2 separate regions of the Pan troglodytes genome follow, and region 2 is linked to region 1. Evidence: chromatin contacts called from public Hi-C data. All regions are on one chromosome and are shown on one strand. Each heading gives the region's core, a stretch centred on a gene start, on an enhancer-like site or on the middle of the called end of the contact. The rest is flanking DNA. Distances are from core to core; before and after follow the strand shown.

Region 1 (5,691 bases), core at 2,522-5,021:
CCACAGGGCCTGTGACCAGGCTGGGCTGAGGCCAGAGGAAATGCCATCCCACCTGCAAGCCTGCTCGACCTCTCCAGACCCAGGATGGGAGCATCGAGGAAGAACTACAACTGCCAGCACCACCCCAGCCCCAACTTCAGTCATGGCCACTCCTCAGATAATAGGTCACTGAAGGGACCTCGGTTATGTAGGGACCCTGGTTATGCAGGGACCCCACTCCCTCCCTCCAGGTGCAGTGAATTGGAACACTGGCACTCTGAAAATGGAATGTTATGAACATGGGGTGGTCTGGATGTTGGGTACCCCAGGCCCCCTGGAATTTGGCACTGGGGGCTCTGGGTTTTGGGTCCTCTACAGTGTTGGGTGCTCTGGCACCCTTGACATTGGGAATTCAGGACTTTGGGAGCTCAAAGCGATTGAGGAGTCTGGGTGTTGAAAGCTCTGGAGATTGGGGCTGCCCCTTGGACAACGCCAAAGTCAATACTTCCTGTCTATATGCCTGATTTTACCTGGAGCCACTGAGGTCCAGCCCGGAACCCCTGTTCTGAACCCCATGATTGGCTTATGCTGCCCCAAGGCTGGGGTGGCAGGGCTGGGGTGGCGGGGTTACAGGGGTAGAGAAACCACAACAGGATGGCCTAAGGGGTACCTGGGGCCCCAGAGACAGCTCTCAGATCTGAAACCAATCTAACCTGCTCCTCTGCATTGGGACAGGGCAGTGGAGGTGCCAGGCACTGACCACTGGGCTCCAGGTTCAAGAAAGGAAGAATCTGAGAGCAGAGCCCAGGCAGGCACCTCCCAGTAATGCTTCCTGGCTACTGAGGCTGGGGTTCTAAGGAGGTGGAGACCCCTGGCCAGGCCTGGCTTCAACTACAGGCAATGTCCACCCTCCCCCACCTTCTCAGCAGGCCCCCAGCACCCCTCCATCAAGGTGCCCAGTGCTGCCAGCTCCTGCAGTGACCACCAGAAGTGGCCCAAGTCTGGCATTATTCATATTCCTACTAGACACACACCTAAGCTGACTATGTGCATCTCAAAACAGAGGCCTTGATCTTGCAGGCTGCTGACACCACTCGAGGAAACCAGCCAGCCTTGGGGGCTCTGACGCTGGATGCAGCCCTCCCAGGAAATAGCTCCACTGGCTGCAGTAACTGGAGGCTCCTGAGCCACATTTCAGCCTGCAGTGGGTGGTGGGTGGGCCCCAGCCCAACTGCTGCCCTGCCCCAGGAAGAAGCAGGCCCGTCAAAATGTCTGACCCCATCCGTCCCCCTATCCCCTCCCCTGCCCCAGTCTGTCCTCAGTCCTGATCCCCCTGCCCGCCCCACAGTGGCCCAGGCTGGCCATGCCCTTCCCACCCTGCAGGCCAGCTGCTCAGAGCCAGGGGCTCACAGCCAGGGACGGAGGCTATCCTAGCTCCCACCCGGGCTGGGCCCAAACCTGCCTCCTTTGGGCCTCATTCTGATTGGAAAAAAACAGCCTCTCTAGTCCCTGTCTCAGGAAGACGGCTTTTCAAACCAGAATCTTTCTCACAAGTGTCTCCTCAGGACACAGCTCACTGTGTGGTTTCCTGAAGCTCTTTCTGGGTCAAGGTGGGTAAAACACACATATCCATGAATCTGTTTCTATGTATACAAATAGACTTTGAGCTATGCCAGTGTTAGTCTAATAAAGCCCTCTGGCCAACATCCCCAATCTCCCTAAACACTCCAAGGAAAATTTTCTCTTCACCCCACGTCCCTGTCCCCAGGTTAGTCCCCAAGCTTTCCTCTTTCTGACGGAGCCTCAGAGGGCTGGCCCCTGAGCACCCATCCTCCTCTCTTCTAACTGCCCAGGCCCCAAGCCCCTAGGCCTGAGGGCATCCTGGAAGTCTGGCTTGCAGCACCCTACACCTGCCTCCCTTCATATGGATTCCCTGAGCCATGAAAACTCTCAGAATCTTCACTGAGTGTTCTTAGCGCTCAGTGCCCTCTTCTAGGCCTGTCCCCACCCCAGCCTACTGCTGGAAGGGAGAAGGAGGGAGGCCTTTTCCCCTTCATACTCTTCCTTGTCCGCCTTCCTCTACTTGGGGGCCTCTTCGACATCCTCCATCTGCCTTTCCTGGGGTGGTATCCCTTTTGATGAGCCCCAGTGAGGAGGCAAGGAGGAAGATCCTAAAAACAACTTATGGAGGAAGTTACGTCCTGGCAGGAGAGATATAGAGGGCTTGGACCCCATCTGCCCAGTCCCAGGAGTTGAGCACACACATAACTACACAGACCTGCTGCAGTGCACACAATCAGTCTTCCACAGATGTACCTACACAAATACACAACCGGGGCTCAGGTGTCTGGGGGCACAGACACAACAGGTTGCCTAGATCCAGGTGTGTGTGCACACAACTCACACAAGAAACACCTGCACTTGGCTTGTAGGAGACTAAAAATCCCAAACATGCTATACCTACTAGGTTTGGGGACAAAGTAAAAGTGAAAATAATCTCGCTGATAAGACTAAGGTGTCTTCCCAGATCTGATCAGGAGTCCAATGTGAATAGGAGACAACAGAGAGCTGTCTTTGTACTTTGGCTCTGAGGAAGGTTTGTGGAATGGACCGCGTGTGGCCTGAGAGAGCTCGCATTTCAGGGAATGCCTGGGCTTGATGCCTGTTATCTTGTTCAGTGCCTCTGATAAATTAATAAACTGGAATCTCACTCAACAATTGGTTTCACGTGAGTTTGGCATGTGTGCACTCGCTTCTTGGAGGCTGACTGTCCCAAGGAAAAAAATTAAACTGTTTCCTGGCCAGAAAATGGTGAGGACTCAGGGTCCAAAGTAGAAATTGCCTCTGTGGGCTGGGCCCCTTCCCTGAGCAGATGCCCTACTCAGGTTGGGGCAAAAACCAGTTCCTCTGACAGAACTAACTGGCCACTCTCCATGAAAGGTGGTGGCTCTCACAAGGTATGCAAATGTGGGAGGCTCATTCCAAATGCCAGCCACCACTCCCCAGAGGCAGCCTGGAGCAATGGGCTTTATATACACACACATGCATTTCCTTAGCCCCTTCTCTCTGTTTCACAGAGGAGGAAACCGAGGCTCACCATGCTCCTTTTGGCAAAGACTCTTTTTTAGCTGAGATTGTAACCCAGGTCTGTCTCACCATGGAAGGAGGAGGGATCCCAGGTTGGTGTCTGCAGCCCCTGTAACACCACCTCAAAAGTAGAGCTGACCAAGCCGGTGGTCCAGGAGGGAAATTTGAGAAAGGGCTACCCCGAGCCCTCCAGTTCCAAGGAGTAGGACCTAGGCCTTACCCAGCAATGCCCACAGTCTCTAGCGGCTCTGCTCCAAAGGGAATGGAATTTGCTCTGACTTCTCTCTAGGGGAAACGCAGGCGCAGAAGGCCAGGGGCCTGGAGGGCTAACTCCAGCCTCAGCCCCCCATAGTGCCCCAGGCCTTCTGGCTTCATTCCAGCCTAGCCCGAAGGGACCCACATCTGCTTGTTCAAGGGCCCCAGCTGGAGGGCAGCGAGGCAGGGGCGGAGAAGGGGACTCCTTTGTGGCGCTCACTCCCAGGGGTTCGTGGGGATCAATCATCTGAAAGCTGGAGAGACTTGTAATTTTATTCCCTGGGAGGAGGAGCCTGAGAAGTCGGCACGGGAGGAGGGGATGGGATGGAGAGGGGAGGACGGCCAGGGGAGCCGTTCGGGTAGGGGAGGGACTTGGCTAGATCTCCCAAGCCTTCTCCACTCCTCAAACTTTCACCAAACTCTTAGCCCCCGCCTCCCCGAAACCAAAACACAACAGGCTGTGGAAGAGCTGCGAGCGGCGCGGCGGGGCGGGCGAACTCGGCGCGGCACAGAGCCTCGGGAGGCTGATGCAACTTTCCCTTTAAGAAAGCCACCTGGGCGCACCGCGGTGCGGACCCAGCACGCCTGGGCCGGGGGCTGCAGCATGGTAAGGGGGCTGGGGGAAGGGGACGCTGGGGCCCGCGCCTCCGTCTGTCCTGCCGTCGGTCTGAGTGTTCGGCGGCTCCGCGGGGCTGAGCCCCAGGACCAGCGTGTGCGTGTGTGTGTGTGTGTGTGTGTGTGTGATCGCGCATGTATGCGGGCATCTGTGGGTAAGAGTGTGGGTGCACGCACCGGGATGTCTGTCTCGCCGCAAAGGTCGGGGTAGGTGCGCGCGTCTGGGTGTCACCGCTGTCACCAAGGAGCTGAAGCGGGAGGGAGAGGGAAGTGGGGGGAGCTCCAGCGTGGGGTAGGGGGGGGCGCCAGACGCCAGTTCGATCGGGGGCGGCGGGCGCAGGCTGTGCGGGTAGCGCCGGAGCCAGAGCGTGGCACTGTCCGTCCGAGGAGCCAGTGGTTCTGCGCTCTGGGGGCCTGCAGGGGTCGATAGTCGGCCGTGCCTGCACCCAGCGTGCGGGCTCCCGCTCGCTCCATCGCCTCTCAGCGCCCGCCAGCCTGGCTGCCTATCTGGCCCCTCCAGCCGGCCTGCCTCCCTATCTGCCCTCCCGGTGCCGGTGCCAGTGCCCGTGCGCCCGCGGGACCCGGGAAGCCGCGCGGGAGAGTCCTGGCGCACTCAGCCTCTCTTTGTCCGCGCTCTGGCCGCGGCTTTGGGAAGGGACTGCGAGCGAGCGGGGAGTTCTCTGGGGGTTGCTACCCTGGGAAGAATCCGTGCCCTCCCCACCCCAACCCTCATTACCGGCACGCCTAGGGCGGGGCCGGGCGGCCGCAGGTGAGGGCAGGGGCCTAGCAGCCCTGGAGAGCCCACCCCCGGCCGGCGCTCCGCACCCGGCAGCCACTGCAGATCTCGAGCAGGCGGCGGGGCCGGGCCGGGCGGGAGAGTGGGGCTTGCCCGGAGGGCCGGGAGGGGCCGGTGCCGGCCCGGGGGCGGGGCCGTGGGGCGGGGACCTCGGCGCCCCGGTACTTTTCCACCGCAGGGGCCGGGGGCGGGGCCGCCGCCTCCACGCCAGCTTAGGCCCACACGTGGCGGCTGATGTAACGCCCGTGCCCCCACATCTCTCTCCCCGATTAAAGCGGACGCGCCCCGCTTCGAGGAACCGGGACGCTGCGGGCGGTGCCGCTGCTCCCAGACCGACCGCGCCCCTGCCCGCCGGCCGGAGGCCTCCGCGCCTCGGGCCGGCGGATACTTAAAGGAGCCGCACCCCCTTTCGGGCCTGCTCTCGGCAAGCCACACCCCCTCGCGGATCACTCTTAAAGGAGACGGGACGCCTGCTCGCTGACAGCTTCCGCACAAAGCGCGGTCTATTTCTCCGCTGAAAGGAGCGTGAGGGTGCGGCCGTTGGGAAATAAAGGCTGCAGGGCGAGGAGTGGGGAAAGAGAGAAAAACCTGAAAGGTTAAAGACTGCCAAAGTGAGGGAGCATCAGAAGGTTGGAGAGTAGTGGGTGAGGGGACTGGTTCTAGGGACTAATGGGCGACACTGAGCATGCCCAAGTGTTTCCAAGGACCGCAGAGAAAACGCCCCCTTTACTTGGCCTATGCGGCGACTGCGGCTGTACCCGCTCAGTTCCCGGCTCTGGGGACACTGAAGAATCACGCCTCTGCCCTGGTAGAACTCTCCATCTAGTGGGGAGCCAGACTTGGGCACAAGGAAGCATGCCTCAATTGCTACGTGTGGCAAGCGTGGGGGTACAGTAGGAAGGCTGACAGCAACGGGGAGGACCTAGGAAGGCTTCATGAAGATAATAGCATTGGGATAG
Region 2 (6,287 bases), core at 47-2,546, 260 kb after region 1:
CAAATTCATTTCTTAATATTCTAGTTATCTTTTTGTTATTCATTTCTAGCTTAATTTCACTGTGGTCAGAGGATTGATTCTGCGTGTGATCAATCCTCTGACACTTGTTGAGACTTGCTTTAGGTATGGTCTGTGGCTTTCCCTTCATTTACCTGATGAAGTCTAAACTGTTCCCTGTTCACTGTGACATATAAAGAAGGACCTTTGTGACCTGACTCATTACCTACCTGCCCAGGGAGTACCATCCCCCAGAGACTCTATATGCCAGCCACATCCATCTTCCCCTGGTTTTCACTCATGCCATGCCTTGCACTCTTGCGCCTCTATCCATAATCTTCCCTCTGCCTTTCTGCTCCTCCTAGCCCTCCCTACTCAGCTCAGATGTTACCTCCACCACAAGGCCTTTCCAAGCATCTGTCCGTCCCTGAAACTCCTCAAGTGGTGAAGTGCTGTGGCTATTGGTATCCCTACCTCTTTTCTTTCTCTCGCAATCTAGCCTCCACACAGCTGCCAAAGTGAGCCTTCTAAAATGCAAATCCGACCACATTTCTCTCTCTCCTTTTCATCAGCTGCTTCCGCCTAACTCAGAATCCAAACTCTGCATTCCACACAAGACTCTCCCAGCCCTTTTCCAGGCCCCTCCACTTTATTCATGCTACTATCACTGCCTAGAATGCACTTCTCATCTTATTCATTCATCTTTCAAGTCCAGGCTTGAGAGTCACTTCCTCTTATTTTGCTGAGGGAATAAAGGAACACAACCTCCCATTTTAAATTCTAGGTGCTCAACAGAAATTCCAGAAGAGACCTCTGTGTTGTTAATTTTCCTTCACACAAAAGTCCAGAACACTACTTTTCCACCAGGTCTTTCCATTAAGGGTAGAAGCCTTTAATGGCCCTGCTGCATTAAATCTAAACTCCACACCTCACCTTAGGGCCTTCTGTCATCGACTCTGCCCTGCTCTGCAATCCTCGGTCTCACTACTCCCCGCCCCCCACCATTCCTCACAAGCCGCTCTCAGCTCTCACTGAAGCTTACAAAATATTTCGAGTGCTCTGTCTGCTAGAGCACTTTCCCAGGTCCCCACATGTCCTACCCCAACCGCCAGGTCCCTGCTTCAGTGCCCATCTCTTCCTCAAAGCTTTCCTTGACATCACTTCTTATTTATTTACTTATTTTTTTTTAAATCGCCACTTCTTTGTTGTCTCTGAAACACTTCATCTCATTGTCTTGTCCTTGGTTACTTCCTGTGAGTCTCAGCTTTCAGTCTTTAAAATTCCCAGGCCCAGGCGCCTCTCTTCCTAAATGCCCCACACTGCCTGGAATAAAGCTGAGTAAGTAACAAGCTGTCAGTCAGCAGTAATCCTCATAGACTGACAGAATAAGTCATTGGTATCTCTCCCTTGGCCTCTCTTCCTCTGACTTAAGGGCTACTTGGGTGGTATTCATGTGAATCCGGGCAAGGAGCTGTCAGGGCTATTTGAATGACTATTTCCTTGTAATTTCCTCCACTGGATTTTTTATTCCAGCTCTTAGAGGAGAAATAGGAACATGAAGAATGGTGCTGGTCTCAGTGAAGAGACCTGTCTCTTCAAGCTTCTTTCTTCAAGCACAGAGAAGCTCATGTGCTTCCCTGCAGCACACATCTATCTCCATGTTACCATGTGAAAGACATCAATTCTGTTATGGCTGAGGGAAAGAGGAGCTTGTTTTTACAGCTACATGGCAGGATCAGAAGCTTCTCAATCTTCTCCTATATCACTAAAAAAAAAAGCGCACGTGCACGCGCGCGCACACACACACACACACACACAGACACACACACATGCACACGAAATTGTTTTACCTTTTTTTGCCTTTCCAGAGCAAGGAATCCTTAAATTCTCAGCTCTGTATTCCTCCCTTCTTTTCCTTCTCTCTGATAAAGTTTAGCTTTCCTCAGCCTTTTAAAATGTCCCCAGGTAAGTAAAACTATGATACTATGATGGTGGCAATTTAAGTATTTTAAGTGTGGGGAACCTAAAACATACAGTTTTAGAAGTGTCCTTGATTCACCAATAGTGATGAAATGGAGCCACCACACAGGTATGAGCAACATCACAGTGTAGCTGTGAGGGCTACGTGGCCTCCTCTCAGTTAGGTGGGACCACGCGACTGAGTACTGCTCTGTGGAACGTGCGCTGCAGGGAAGCACACGAACTTCTCTGTGCTTGAAGAGAGAAGCTTGAAGAGAGAGGTCTCTTCACTGAGACCTGCACAGTTCTCCATGTTCCTGTCCATTTCTCCTCTGGGAGCTGGTTTAGAGAATCCAGTGAAGGACTCCAGGCCCTAGGGCCTGGGGGAGTCACTAGATGAAGTCTGTGGCCCTAAATGAATTAGGTAGAGCAGAATTCCTCCCCACCAATATAGAACTGCACCAGATTGTGACAGGAGAGAAATAACCTTTATTGTGTTAAAACCACTGAAATTTGGGGGTAGTTGGTTACACTAGAGTTCACCCTGACACTAAAATGATAAATGAAAAATGAAATTATTTTTATTTTTATTCTTAAAGTTAAAAATAACAATTATTCTTAAGTATTGCTTCAAAGCAATTCTGTCTAAAGCTATCTTCTATTACTCTACCAGCCCTTTCAGGAGAGCCCTTTGGGCACTATGGTGGAAGCTGTAGAGGCCACTCAGTAACTGAAGGGCTTATTCCCCAGCTGCTGGGATCGTGAAGGACAGAAAGGCCTCAACTGTCAGCCCTCTTCAGGGAATGCATCTGCTGAAGAGCGCTGCTGAAGAGGAGCTGTAAAGGCACAGCTCTCTCACTCTATGGCTTAGAAAACATGGATTATCTGAGCCCTAGTCCCCATGGGGTGGGCTGAGGCCTTTTACTGAGACTGAATCACGGCCCGATTTTTCCCCCTATACAATCTCCACATCTTTCCCTTTTCTTTTCCCTTCTTCCTCATTTCCTTTCTTTTCCTTCCAGGAGTATTGATTCCATAACCACTCCCTAATAAGCTTTTCACACTCTAATCTTTATCTCAGAGTTTGCTTCCCCTGGATCTCGGCCTGAGACAGGTACTATATCCTGATGCAATATTGTGTTGTGCGACTCTACCTCATTATATAGCCCAAATACTATATTTTCCAATCAAAAATACATAAAATCACAGTGGGATGGGACCTTTAAAATTGAGACTCTGCAAAAATTCAGATGTACTATACTATTAAAAGACTGTTTGTAAGAAAGTAAGAAATACCACAGACATTTTGAGGGCCCCTCTGAGAAAAGGAGCTCTGAAATTGTCTTAAGGAAAATATTACCTCCTTGCTTATAACCAAACAAATTATTAAATACATAACAGAGCTACATAAAAGTTATTAAGGATCTATTAATATTATTCATCTGTGCTGATACCTTGTACTATTGTAATTATAGCAGTTACTTTCTGAGTGTTCACAACACAGTGCTAAGAGCTCTACACACACTATCTCATTGAATAAATGACAGTTAAGAAATGACGCAAAGTCACACAGCCAGGACTCAACGTTAGGTGGGGTGGATTCCAAAGCCTCAACTCTTATGTTCCATTATGTTGTAATGCCTCTACTGTCTTGCATATTCAAGCTCTGAGAGAGGTTAACACTGTAAGGAGTATAGTTCACTAAGTAATTTGCAGGGGAGCCTGGAACATAAGGCAGATATAGAGGATTCCAAAACACACACTCTCTCCTCTCACCCCTCCATTGCCTCCTCTGATGGCTTAGACACTGGCCTGCCTTTGGATGCCCACAGTCTAGTAAGTGAGTTGAAGAACTACTCCATGCAGGATTTTGCCAGAAGTGATTCCAGCGCTAATCTGTCCTGTGGCAATCAAAAGGTTCTTCTGCCCTCTTGCGGCTCAGGGTGACTGCTACATATCAAAGCTCCATTAAAAAGCTGAAACACCATATAAAGGCACTTGGCAGCCAGGCACAAAACAGCAGAAGGCAACACTGATTGGCTTGAAATGGAGCCGATTTAATAACCTAAAAATTTGATCCGCCACTCCTCCATGCCAACTATTGCTCATAATAAGAAAGTTAGAAAGAATAACAGAATACTAGAACTCATAGAAAAACAAACCCAAGAACCCAGTATCTCGTAATTGTAAGGAATATAACAACCAGCTACATCCATTTACAACAATGATAAAAGTTTAAAACATTATAAGCCCCAAAGAAAACTCCCCATCCTTGCTTTTTTACACCTAACAGTATATTTCAGAAATCTTTTCATATTAATGTATACAGAGCCTCCTCATCTTCAGGTGCAGAGTACTCACCGGATGGGGGAACCATGATTAACTTGTTCTCTACTGGTAAACATTCTAATTGCTTCCAAATTTTTGCTATTAAAAACAATGCTGCAAATAAACAAACAAAGTGCTGCGATGGGTAACCTTGTGCATATATCATTTTGCAAGTGTGCAAGAATCCCAGTAGGGGAATTCCTAGAAGTGGAAATGCTGGGTCCAAGGGCAAGGGCACATACATGCCTTTGCGCGACTTCTTGAAACTTTTTCTTCTGTTGGTTTTCCCTCCTATCTGTCTGGCTGCTCCTTCTCAGGCTTCTTCCCATTGTGCCCTTCCTCCTGCTTACCCCTCCTTGGTTATCATTTCCCCAGGACTTGGTTTTTGGTCCCCTTTCATCCTACCTCCTCTCTCCCCAGCAGTCTCACCCACTCTTATCTTCCAGCTATCAGTTTTCTTCCCAGAAAGAAACCAAAGTTATTATTTCTGGGTTTTATGCTTCCAGTTATTTTATGCATATGTATGCAAATCTATATATAATATATATGCTTATGTATGTATAACTATGGATATACACACAGACAACTTCCCCGTCCCCTTGTTATAAATGGTAGCGTTTATATCCTCAATGGAAGCAGTTTTAAGGGGATGCCACCAAGCAACAACCTTCACAGGAGATAAAACTGTGGCCCCCAGCACTTTTCAACCTATAGTTGAATTCTTTGCCAGGCAACTGGAGTGAACTCAAAGTGGAAGATTAAAAGTATTGTCTCCCACCCTGGACTACTCGCCAAGTAGCCATGCATTAATTTAAGGGCTAGAGGGAAGGACAGAGCACAAAGGCCAATAAGTAAAACATCAGAGACTAAATAAGTCTCTGACACCTTCGCAGATATGGTTATATACCTGTGTAAAGGTTTGGTTTGACTTTTTGGTTTTTTTGTTGTTGTTGTTTTGTTTTTTTTTTTAATGAGACAGGATCTTGCTCTGTTGCTAAGGCTGGAGTGCAGTGGCTCACTGGAGCCTCAATCTCCTGGGTTCAAGCGATCCTCTTGCCTTAGCCTCCCAAGTGGCTGGGACTATAGGCACGTGCCACCACATCCGACTGATTTTTCATTTTTATTTTCGGTAGAGACGAGGTCTCACTATGTTCCCCAGTCTGGTCTCAAACTTCTGGGCTCAAGTGAACCTCTTGCCTTGGCCTCCCAAAGTGCTGGGATTGCAGGTATGAGCCACCAAGCCCAGCCTGAATTTTTTTTTTTTTTTTTTTTTTTTTTTTTGAGACAGAATGTCGCTCTGTTGCCCAGGCTGGAGTGCAGTGGCGCCATCTTGGCTCACTGCAAGCTCCGCCTCCTGGGTTCACGCTATTCTCCTGCCCCAGCCTCCCGAGTAGCTGGGACTACAGAAGCCCACCACCATGCCCGGCTAATTTTTTTGTATTTTTAGTAGAGATTGGGTTTCACCGTGTTAGCCAAGATGGTCTCGATCTCCTGACCTCGTGATCCGCCCACCTCGGCCTCGCAAAGTGCTGGGATTACAGGTGTGAGCCACGGCACTCGGCCCACCCTGACTTTTTTTTAATGAAAGTTTTTAACCACAAGTAGAGAGAATAGTATAATGAACCCCATCCTACAGATTCAACAATTAAAACATTTTACTTCTGGCTTCCTTTCTTCCTTTGTTTTTTCCTTCCTTCCCTTGCCCCCTTTTCTTTCTCCTTCTCTCTTTTTTGGCTGCATTATTATAAAACAAGTCCCTGACACCACGTCATTTCATACCTAAATGCATCCTTCTGGACATTATAAAACACAAAGACATTTCCTTACACGACCACAATATCATTAACACAAGGTAAATTTCTTAATTTCATCAAATGCTCAAACTACATTCATATTTCCACAATTATCTAAAAAAAAAATCTTTTTACAGTTAGCTACTTAAATTTTGAAGGAAATATACAGCCAAATAAACTCCAAGCCCAGCCTGCAATGGCTTCTGACTG

The links. Hi-C and Micro-C count contacts between places; a contact is called where the count stands out from the background.
Region 2: a contact with region 1 is called in a Hi-C map of stem cell-derived neural progenitor cells, with 5 times the contacts expected there. The contact joins the enhancer-like site here to the promoter of SLC6A9 in region 1. A contact is called at or near these places in 1 of 7 Hi-C or Micro-C datasets (stem cell-derived neural progenitor cells) and 1 of 1 datasets of contacts at active chromatin or transcription factors (stem cell-derived excitatory neurons).

The regions. Positions count from the first base shown.
Region 1 is chr1:186,933,177-186,938,867 of NHGRI_mPanTro3-v2.0_pri, forward strand. It overlaps SLC6A9 (solute carrier family 6 member 9), which reads left to right and starts at 3,772. Exons shown (of 12, transcript XM_016961002.4): 1 at 3,772-3,928. It overlaps LOC107976715 (a long non-coding RNA gene), which reads left to right. Exons shown (of 4, transcript XR_001720878.4): 3 at 1,060-1,589; 4 at 2,507-2,692.
Region 2 is chr1:187,200,060-187,206,346 of NHGRI_mPanTro3-v2.0_pri, forward strand. All of the region lies in intron 1 of ST3GAL3 (ST3 beta-galactoside alpha-2,3-sialyltransferase 3), which reads right to left. Among named protein-coding and RNA genes, the nearest start is that of ST3GAL3, 30 kb to the right of the region's middle. Within about 2 kb of position 1,297, at least 6 of the 24 cell types and tissues checked have an H3K27ac peak or open chromatin away from gene starts, as enhancers often do. A contact at or near this core is called in stem cell-derived neural progenitor cells, where this site is marked.